2 separate regions of the Mus musculus genome follow, and region 1 is linked to region 2. Evidence: chromatin contacts called from public Hi-C data. All regions are on one chromosome and are shown on one strand. The core of a region is the stretch at or near the end of the contact, and the rest is flanking DNA. Distances in the headings are between cores, read along the strand shown. Region 1 has its middle 3.1 kb from the start of Gm39167. Region 2 overlaps Mtus1 (mitochondrial tumor suppressor 1).

Evidence for each region. A called contact is a pair of places that touch in the nucleus more often than the background predicts.
Region 1: a contact with region 2 is called in a Hi-C map of liver, with 2.5 times the contacts expected there. The contact joins two enhancer-like sites. A contact is called at or near these places in 2 of 484 Hi-C or Micro-C datasets (embryonic stem cells and liver) and 3 of 9 other capture datasets (adipose tissue, liver and pancreatic islet).

The regions. Positions count from the first base shown.
Region 1 is chr8:41,148,852-41,153,097 of GRCm38.p6, reverse strand. No RefSeq gene overlaps it. Among named protein-coding and RNA genes, the nearest start is that of Gm39167, 3.1 kb to the left of the region's middle. Within about 2 kb of position 2,452, at least 18 of the 459 cell types and tissues checked have an H3K27ac peak or open chromatin away from gene starts, as enhancers often do. A contact at or near this core is called in liver, where this site is marked.
Region 2 is chr8:40,991,536-40,996,186 of GRCm38.p6, reverse strand. It overlaps Mtus1 (mitochondrial tumor suppressor 1), which reads left to right. Exons shown (of 14, transcript NM_001005863.2): 13 at 1,542-1,639; 14 at 2,554-4,651. The coding sequence ends at 2,767. Among named protein-coding and RNA genes, the nearest start is that of B430010I23Rik, 24 kb to the left of the region's middle. Within about 2 kb of position 1,831, at least 30 of the 459 cell types and tissues checked have an H3K27ac peak or open chromatin away from gene starts, as enhancers often do. A contact at or near this core is called in liver, where this site is marked.

The DNA.
Region 1 (4,246 bases), core at 1,203-3,702, 160 kb before region 2:
CTGTACATTTATTTACAATTAATTAGTTAACTAATTAAAATCCAGGACTCAGGTAGATCAGGCTGGCATTGAACTTGCTCTATAGGCAAAGATGATCTTGAGTGTCTCATCTTCCTGTCTCTATCTCCCAAGTACTGAGATTACAGTCATTCAGCACCATGTCTAGCCAGCATTATTTGATTTGAGATTCTACCACCTTTAAGTTCTGAAATCTTGCTAAATTCACAAATTAGTTCTTATGCTGTTAGTTTAGGGTTTTGTTTGTTTGTTTGTTTGTTTGTTTTCCCCAACACAAGCTAGGGTCATATGGGAAGAAGGAATCACAATTGAAAAAGTGCCTTCATCAGATTGGACTGTGGACAAGCCTTTGGGGACATTTTCTTGATTACTAATTGATATGGGAGGTCCCAGCCCACTATAGGTGGTGCCACCCCTGGGCAGGTGGTGCTGGGTGGGATAAGAAAGCAGGCTTAGCCATCCATGAACAATCCAGTAAACAGCATTGTTCAATGGCCTCTGTGAGTTCCTGCTTCCAGGTTCCTGCCTTGAGCTCCTGCCCTGATTTCCCGTCAAGATGTGATCTGGGATATGTAAGCCAAATAAACTCTTTTCTCCTGAGCTTGCTTTTGGTCTTGGCTTTCGTTGCAGCAGACGAGAATAATTCTACTGATTTGTTTGTAGGTTGGTTCTAATGCTTTGATTGGGAATCTGATTGTGAATGCTGAAGGTCCTGTTCCCCAATTGGTTCTTGATTGATCAATTAAGATGTTAGTGGCCAACGGGTGAGCAGAAGAGGCAGGACTTCCAGATTCCCAAAGACAGACTAGGAGACACAGGAGGAGGAAAGAAAATTTACCATGCTTCAGAGGGAGAGCTTCCAGTCATGTGAGATCTTGAGTGGAGTGACCTACTGTGCCTGGGGTAGCAGGTGGGAGATTAGAAATGCAACTAAGCTGAGGGCAGATTTAGGGTGCTGAGTAAGGAGAAGGTAACCAGGCAACTAAGTTAAGGGAAGATTTAGAGATGTTGAGCAGGGAGTAAAGGTAAGGGCACATTAGCCACAGGTGGCCATTGAGTTAAAAAGGATATTAAAGATAAGCTAATGTGTGTGTGTCTTTCATCCACAGATCCATGGGAACCAGGGCAGTGGCTGGTAGCATGGTCTACCCAGAGCTTAAAGCAGGGTAGTAGAAAATACACGCAACATAGATTCCTTAATGTTTTCTATTAAAAAAAAAATAGTGTTACATGCCAGGCATGGTGGCACATGCCTTTAATCCCAGCACTTGGGAGGCAGAGGCAGGCGGATTTCTGAGTTCGAGGCCAGCCTGGTCTACAGAGTGAGTTCCAGGACAGCCAGGACTACACAGAGAAACCTTGTCTCAAAAACCAAAACCAAAAAAAAAAAAAAAAGAATAGTGTTACATTTAGAATATTAGGCAAAGCTATCTAGAGGATTAAAGCTGAGAGAATGTATATCTATATCACATATCATATATCCTATATAATATGTCATATGCTATATGTTATATAAGAGAGGATTCACTAGGTTGACTTGCATTGTAGGAGCCATCATCCAACACCGATGTCTATATGATAGCGTCTGAGATGCTAATAGCTGCTCAGGCTGTGATGCTAGATGCTCCAGTCTTCATCTGGCACTGAAGGCCTAGAACAATCCTGGAGTGTTTCTGGTATTCAGGTTACATCTGAAGGTAAAGTAGCTGGAGTCTGATGTCAGTGGAGGACTGCAGCAGCAGCAGCAGGAGAAAAAGGAAGGCAGTCACTAGCAAGATGCAAAGACAGGCAGACAAGACCGCTTTCTCTTCAGGCCACTTTGTATCTGGGACATCTGCTTAAAGGAGCTGCCTGTTAGGGGGGGTGAGGCTTCTCCTCTCAGTTAGTGCTTCCTGGAAACATCCTCGTAGACATCGCACACAGTGCATTTCTTAGTTCAGTGGTCCTCAACCTTCCTAATGCTGCAATCTTTTCATCCGGTTCCTCAGGCTGTGGCGACCCCCAACCATAAAATTGTTTTGTTGCTTACTTCGTAACTGTAATTTTGATAGTTGTAAATTGTAATAATATCTGTGGTTTTCTGATGATCTTAGGCAAACTCTGTGAAAGGGTGGTTTGACCCTTAAGGGGTTTGTGATCCACAGGTTGAGAATCACGGTCTTGGTTGATTCAAGTTGATAAGATCAAACACCCATTCCTATTTCCTTTTTGGTTTGTTTGCCTTTCTCCTGTTTTGTTTGTTTCTGAGACAGGGTCTCACTGCGTAGCCCTGGCTGGCCTAGAACTCCCTGAGATTCTCCGATCTTTGCCTCCTGAGTGCTGAGATTAAATGCATGAGCCATCTTCCCTGCCAGTTTTCATTCTTATCTCACTGGTTCAGACCTTTGTACCCTGTAGTAAATAAATACCCAAGGGAACAACTTACAGAGGAGAAAGGCTTATTCTGGCTCACAGGTTGGGAGGCCTCAATCTGTGGTCACACATGTCTGGTTCGTAAGTCTGTGTGGTGAGGCAGAATGTCATGAGGAGGAGTGTGTCCAGCAGATGAGAGGCAGGGGGCAAGGCAGTAAGGAGGGGACTCAGAGCAAACCACGAGCATGTCCCCACTGGGGACAGACTTCCTCCAGCTGTGCCTGCCTCTGAAAGTTCCCACCACCTCTTACTAATGCCATTAAATTGTGAGGCCATCAATGGATTAACCCATAAAGGTGAAGTGTGGACTTTCACAGACTACCACGTCTCATCGTGTCAAGACCAAACCCTTAGTGCACGAACCTTTTAGAGAACGCTTCTTAATCAAATCTCAACATCTACAAATAGAACTCAGTGGCTTCTTTCCTCTGAGTATGATTCTTCTTCCCATTTCCTGTCTTCACGATCCACTTCGGACTACCAGCAGAATAGAGTAGGCTAGGCGAGTGCATCCATTGAGCTTGGTGCCAGTCTTACTGAGTGCTGCTTTTCTCTCCATAGGACACTGATGGGTCTCCGGATCGGGCAGATGAAACTCGTTTTTATTCATTAGGTGGGTTTTTATTCTTAGTCCATCTACTGAAATTAGCCTGTGGATTTTTTCCTTTGTTCTCTTCATACAGTAAATCATTCAAACTGGTTTTGGGCCTAGCACACTTGCCTTCTTAGGAAGAACCCTATTTACCATGATGAACTTTAATGTGTTGCTAAGTGAGATGGTGAATATGAAGCTCTGAAAACAATACTTAAATATCCAAAGTGTGCCAGCTTTTTCCCTTTCATGTTTATTTTTAATTTAGGTTTTCTGAATTTCTTAGATATTTATGTTTTGGAGAAATTGGTAATTATTTTTTACTAAAAAGAAAAATCTACGTCTATCCCTCTTAGACTCTAAGAGTACCTGTTTTAATCTATCTGACTGTCTCGAAGGTCCCTGAAGCTTTGTTTTCAACTTTACTGTCTTCCATGTTCTTCAGATTGTGTTTCTGTCTGTCTTTCTCTCCTCAGACCCACTGACTTCTTAGGCTGTTTCTCCTCTTCTATTAGACCCTCTTTAAAAAATTTAATTTCTCATGACTGGAGAGATCACTCAGTGGTTAAAATCACTGACTGCTCTTCCAGAGGTCCAGAGTTCAATTCCCAGCAACCACATGGTGGCTCACAACCATCTGTAATGGGATCCGATGCCTTCTTCTGGTGTGTCTGAAGAAAGTGACAGTATACTCACATACATAATGAATTAAAAGAATATTTAATTTCTTATAATTTTTCATCCTATGTATGTATTGAACACCTGCTTTCAGATAGTTTTCTTCTAGTTTCAACATCTGGCACTTACTTGGGCTAGCTCCTATAAGTGAATCTGGGTCAAAAGACGTGCAGTTTCTTTGTCTGAATATGTTATAATTCCTGATTACATACTGTGATGAGACTCATAAAGTACTGGCTACTTCATACTTCTGTCTAGTTTTTGTCCTACTAGACAGTCTGGCTACATTCAAACTATAAACTGTCTAGCCATTGTCTGAAAATTCGATTCAGTTTTTTCAAGTTAGGCTCCTTGGAGGACCTCCCCCATTCCCAACACACACACACACACACACACACACACACACACACACACACACACACACACACACACACTTCAGAAGTCTGGGGAAATGAGGAGAATTTACACATACAGGTCTGAAGGCTCCCATCCTGTGGCTATCAATCTTTTCCCTGGAATTTCTCCCCTCTGAATCCAGCCATTTTA
Region 2 (4,651 bases), core at 582-3,081:
CACTCTGGAAGCCCTGAAGAAGCTGATTCTAATATCAGAGACAGAATCGTCTGCAGTGGCAACAGGGCACGTAGCCTCCCCAGTGAGAATAAGGGCCAAGCAAGCAAAGCGCAGAGTCAAAAGTGCCTTTCGTCTGCCTCCTCACGGCTGAGTCACTACTAGGTGGTGCTGTTCACATTTAGACAAGGGGATCCCCCGGAGGCATGCCCACAGCCAGCCTGATATATAGAGTCTTTCATTGGTTTTCTTCTCGGGTAATTCTAAGGTGGTGTCAAGTTGGCAGATTAACCATCACACTTAGCATGAGGAAACTATCCAAGGAAGACAGGTTTGCTTTGAGAGCTAGCTCTGCCAGTGGGAAGCTCTGTGACATCAAAGATGGAGTTTTGACCTCAGTAGAGCAAAGCTTTGATAGAATAATGGTTTGAGGCCAATTGTCATGTTTTTGTTTTTTTATTCCAAGTTTTCCCAGGTTGTGTCTTACCTTGAAAAGCATTTCAAGGTGTTTCTCCCCTGCCCAACTCCCCCACCCCTCTTTTTTTTCATCCTGTAGATTTTTTTTTTTTTTTAGAAAGTTATTTCATCTGAATGGCATGTCATGAGGATTTTCTGGACTCAAGGATGTCTTAAAAACAAGAATTTCACCTGGGTGCTGTAATCCAAACAGATGCGCCATAGCCAGCTGCCATGACAGGGACTTGGGGGTTCATTTTTGACCTCATGTTAAGTTCACTCTGAGCTTTGATGTTGCCTCTTAAAGAAGCAATAAACCATTCCTTACGGAAGGGAGCCAGGATGGGATCAGTGGGTCACCATGTTCAGTGACTTTAAATGCCTATAACCACTCAACTGATCAGTTTGTGTAAGGCTGGAAAGAGCACAAGTGTCCCTTGGCCTGAACTGAGCAGGGAAGCCTGCTTTCTTCAGTTACTTCTTTACCTAACCTTGCTACATTGTATCTCCATAGGGCCACCTGGAGGTAAATGCCAAAACCATCCTGGAATAAGTTTAAGGCTTTCCTCAGTATGGCCAAGACCTATAGGCTCCCTCCCTTCCTCTTCTCCTTCCTTCCTCTGTCTAGTTTCTTTTTTCCTTCCTCCCTCTCACCCTCCCTCTGTCCCTAACTCTCCCCCTTCCTCCTCCTCCTCTCCCCGCTTCCTTCTTTGCGTATGTGTACACGAGTGCTGTAGATACAGGGGTTGTGTGAACGGAGACAGTTAAACTGCAGTGTTTCCTTTACTGCCTTGAGGAAGAGACCCAGCACCCATGGTCACCTAGGCAGGACACCAGCTCCCAGCAGGACATCTCTGAAAGTGTCACCTAGAATAAAAACATTACTGCCTAGCTCTCTTATTTCTGTGTTTGATGAACACATGTCCTCACCGTGGTCGGTGTATGAAGACATCAGTGTGCCACTATGGCTCCTCCTGATCAACTTGTTGATGGTGCCGTGTATTGGGAATATGCTTAAGAAGTGAGAGAGTTTATTTATTCATTTCTTATATATATATATATAACTACAAACCTTGTTTTATACTAAGGTGGACAATAACACAGCATTGGTTGACAAGCTGAAGCGATTCCAGCAGGAAAACGAGGAGTTAAAAGCTCGCATGGACAAACACATGGCAATTTCAAGGTAAACCTACAAGAGTCTATTTCCCCTTTCCTCATCCTCGGACATCTACGGTCCCTTCTGGCTACGCTCCACCAGGCACCTCCCAGGCATGTGAGAGAAGCAGGAGAATGGTTCATGCATTTACCAAGGTGCCCTAGACCTCTCACCTAACTGCAGCTCACTAACTGTAATGGCGCTGTCAGACAAGGGGTAACAACACACGTGAACAGAAAGAGGCCTTGAGTTAAGACAGAAATAAAACAAGCCTTGTGCAAGTGCCCCATTGCCTACTGGGAAATCTCCCAAAGACTAGAGTTGCCAGCAATTACTCAGGATTATTTATTTGGGTCAGGCTTGAGGCTCTGGTATTCGGGAGTTTTGCTTTCCTTTTTGTGGTCCACAGACCTTGAGCCAGGGGGCCTCACACACATTAGGCAAGTCCTCTAACACTCATCTATATGCTTCCTTATTTGTAGTAGTTGGGTTTCTCAGCTTAAAAAAAAATCTATGACCCATATGCCAGTGGTGACACATGCCTTTTGTCCCAGCACTCTGGACTGCTTCAAACAGGTTAAGTTAAAGGCCAGCCTGGTCATCAGAGTGAGTTCCAGGACAGCCAGAGCTACACAGAGAAACCCTGTCACAAACAAACAAACAAACAAACAACCAAACCAAAAAACCCCAACCAGGAACCCTATGTTTGGTTGATAGTCCTGGGAGGCCTGTCCTTTTCTGAAGAGAAGTGGGAGGAGAGGAGGGAGGGGAAATCGTGGTGAGGATGAGCTATATGAGAGAAAAATCAGAAAAAAAAAATTGATGACCCTGGACAAGAACCTGTGTATTCCCCCAGAAGAAGTTTCTTGAACCTTCAGATATAAACAGTAGTAGTTCCTTTTTGACTTGGATTCATATGCTCTCTGGGTTTTGTTTTCCAGGCAACTTTCCACCGAGCAGGCCGCGCTGCAGGAGTCCCTTGAGAAGGAGTCGAAGGTCAACAAGAGACTGTCCATGGAGAACGAGGAACTTCTGTGGAAACTGCACAACGGAGACCTGTGCAGCCCCAAGAGATCCCCCACCTCCTCGGCCATCCCTTTCCAGTCCCCCAGGAATTCTGGTTCCTTCTCCAGCCCCAGCATCTCACCCAGATGACGGCTTCTGAACGCAGGAGACTCTCTGAAGGCACTGAGGTGCGCTTCTGCGGGACTGACCCGAAGTTCAGAGTTCATGGGAACTCGAGTTGCTGCGTTAGCTCTCTGGAATATCCCCAGGATATCGGGAGAGCAGCCGCCAACCGTTTCAGCTACGTACGAATAGAGAGCTCCAATAGGAGACTTTTAACTTGGTCCAAAAGCCTCCTCCAAAAACAGATTTCGGAACTGAAGTGGACATAGTTGCACAAAGCACTTACGGAACGAGGGAACCTTGTTCTTTGCCTTCCTTCACCTAAGCATAGGGGAAAACTCTCAGGGCCCTATTAAGATAAAGATTTATAACCTTTATAATGTTCTTCACCAGAGACACCTTCTTGTGATTTTTATTTCAGTCTGACTGTGGGCAAGGGGGGTGTGTGTGTGAGTGAAATGGGTGTACTGGCGTGTCACGTGACTGTCATAGCCCCGCCCCCTGCTGTGTATTAAAAGTCAACAGCTGTATATAGCTTGGCCTGTATTAACCAAGTCATAATCGGCACACGAGCGTCAACAAAAGCCATAGAAGAGAAAGCAATAGTGCTTGAATTTCCCCCCAACTCATCTCAGCACTGTGCCACGGCAGGGCTCGGGCAAGACAGGAAAAGCCTTTGGTTTCTTGATGACTGTACATTTATTTCTCTGTTGTTAGTTTTTCCATGTTCGGCATTATCCGTTGATAGCAGTTTTTTTTTCCCCCTGTAGATTTTCACGAGCCTAATTGCTATACTCTGATTCATTTTCTCAGGCTATGAGCAAATGTAGTTCCCTAATTTTTCTAAATACAAATCTGTATAAAGAGTAAGGGGGCAGTACCAATGGATGTTTCTGGTTTATTTTTTTCCCTTGAACCCAAGCTAGCTTCATAGCGCTAATCCTCCGTCTACCCTCCTGTTGTTCTAACCTCCGCCTTGCCTTCTCCTCCATGTAGAGCCACGGAAGCAAAGCGCCCTCCTTCCTACCCACAGAGTGTGCTTTTCCAGGGCCAGTTTATCTTGGAGGTGCTGAACCTGTTTCCCAAATAAGCTAAGCTCTGGTTCTGACACTACACAATTTTAGAAACCCCGGGGGGGAAACCAGTAAAGGCATTTTAGCATGTACTAATCCACATGAGCACAGAGTTAAGCCAACAGTTCTGTGTTGAGTAGATCCAAGAGCGGGAATGCTGACTTGGGCCCCTCTGAGCATTCTTCCAGCCACTGGAATGGAACAGAGTGGCCAAAGAGTGAGAGGTATGGCTTCTGCAGCTCCTTCACACTGCATTCAAAATTCAGATCTTCGCTTACCATCTCCCTAGGCTCCAAGGCTCTGTGAAAGTTAGAAGGATAGCTGTGGCTCCCCACCACCCAACCCACAAACTTCCCTGTGCATGCCGGCATTGCGATGTCAGTATTTACTAATTCATGGTCAATGCTGCTCAGATAACCCCTATAGCGAGGACAGATTCAGGATACTAGAGGTGAGTCATCCTAGACTTCTGCACTACAGAGCTAACTGATAGTCATGATGCATGCTTTTTATTAGGGGTTGTGTTTGAAGTCTCTTATCTCCAATAGTTTATGATGTATGTAACCTACCATGTTTGCTCCCGATAAATAGGAATGATTGCAGCTTCACTGCCACCTCCTGGAATAGCTCTGCTCCTGGTCCCAAGTTGTTCTCAATGATGTTAGCCAAAGTCAGGTTTGTCATTTATGCCCTAGTTATGGTAAAGCTCAAGTGTTGACCTGCCATCCCTCATACCACGTAGATGTCTGGGAAGTCAAATCTTACAGCAATTAAAATGCCTAGAGAGCATTTAAGGGTTTTTTTGTTTTGTTTTTTAAACCAAACATTTTATGTACAA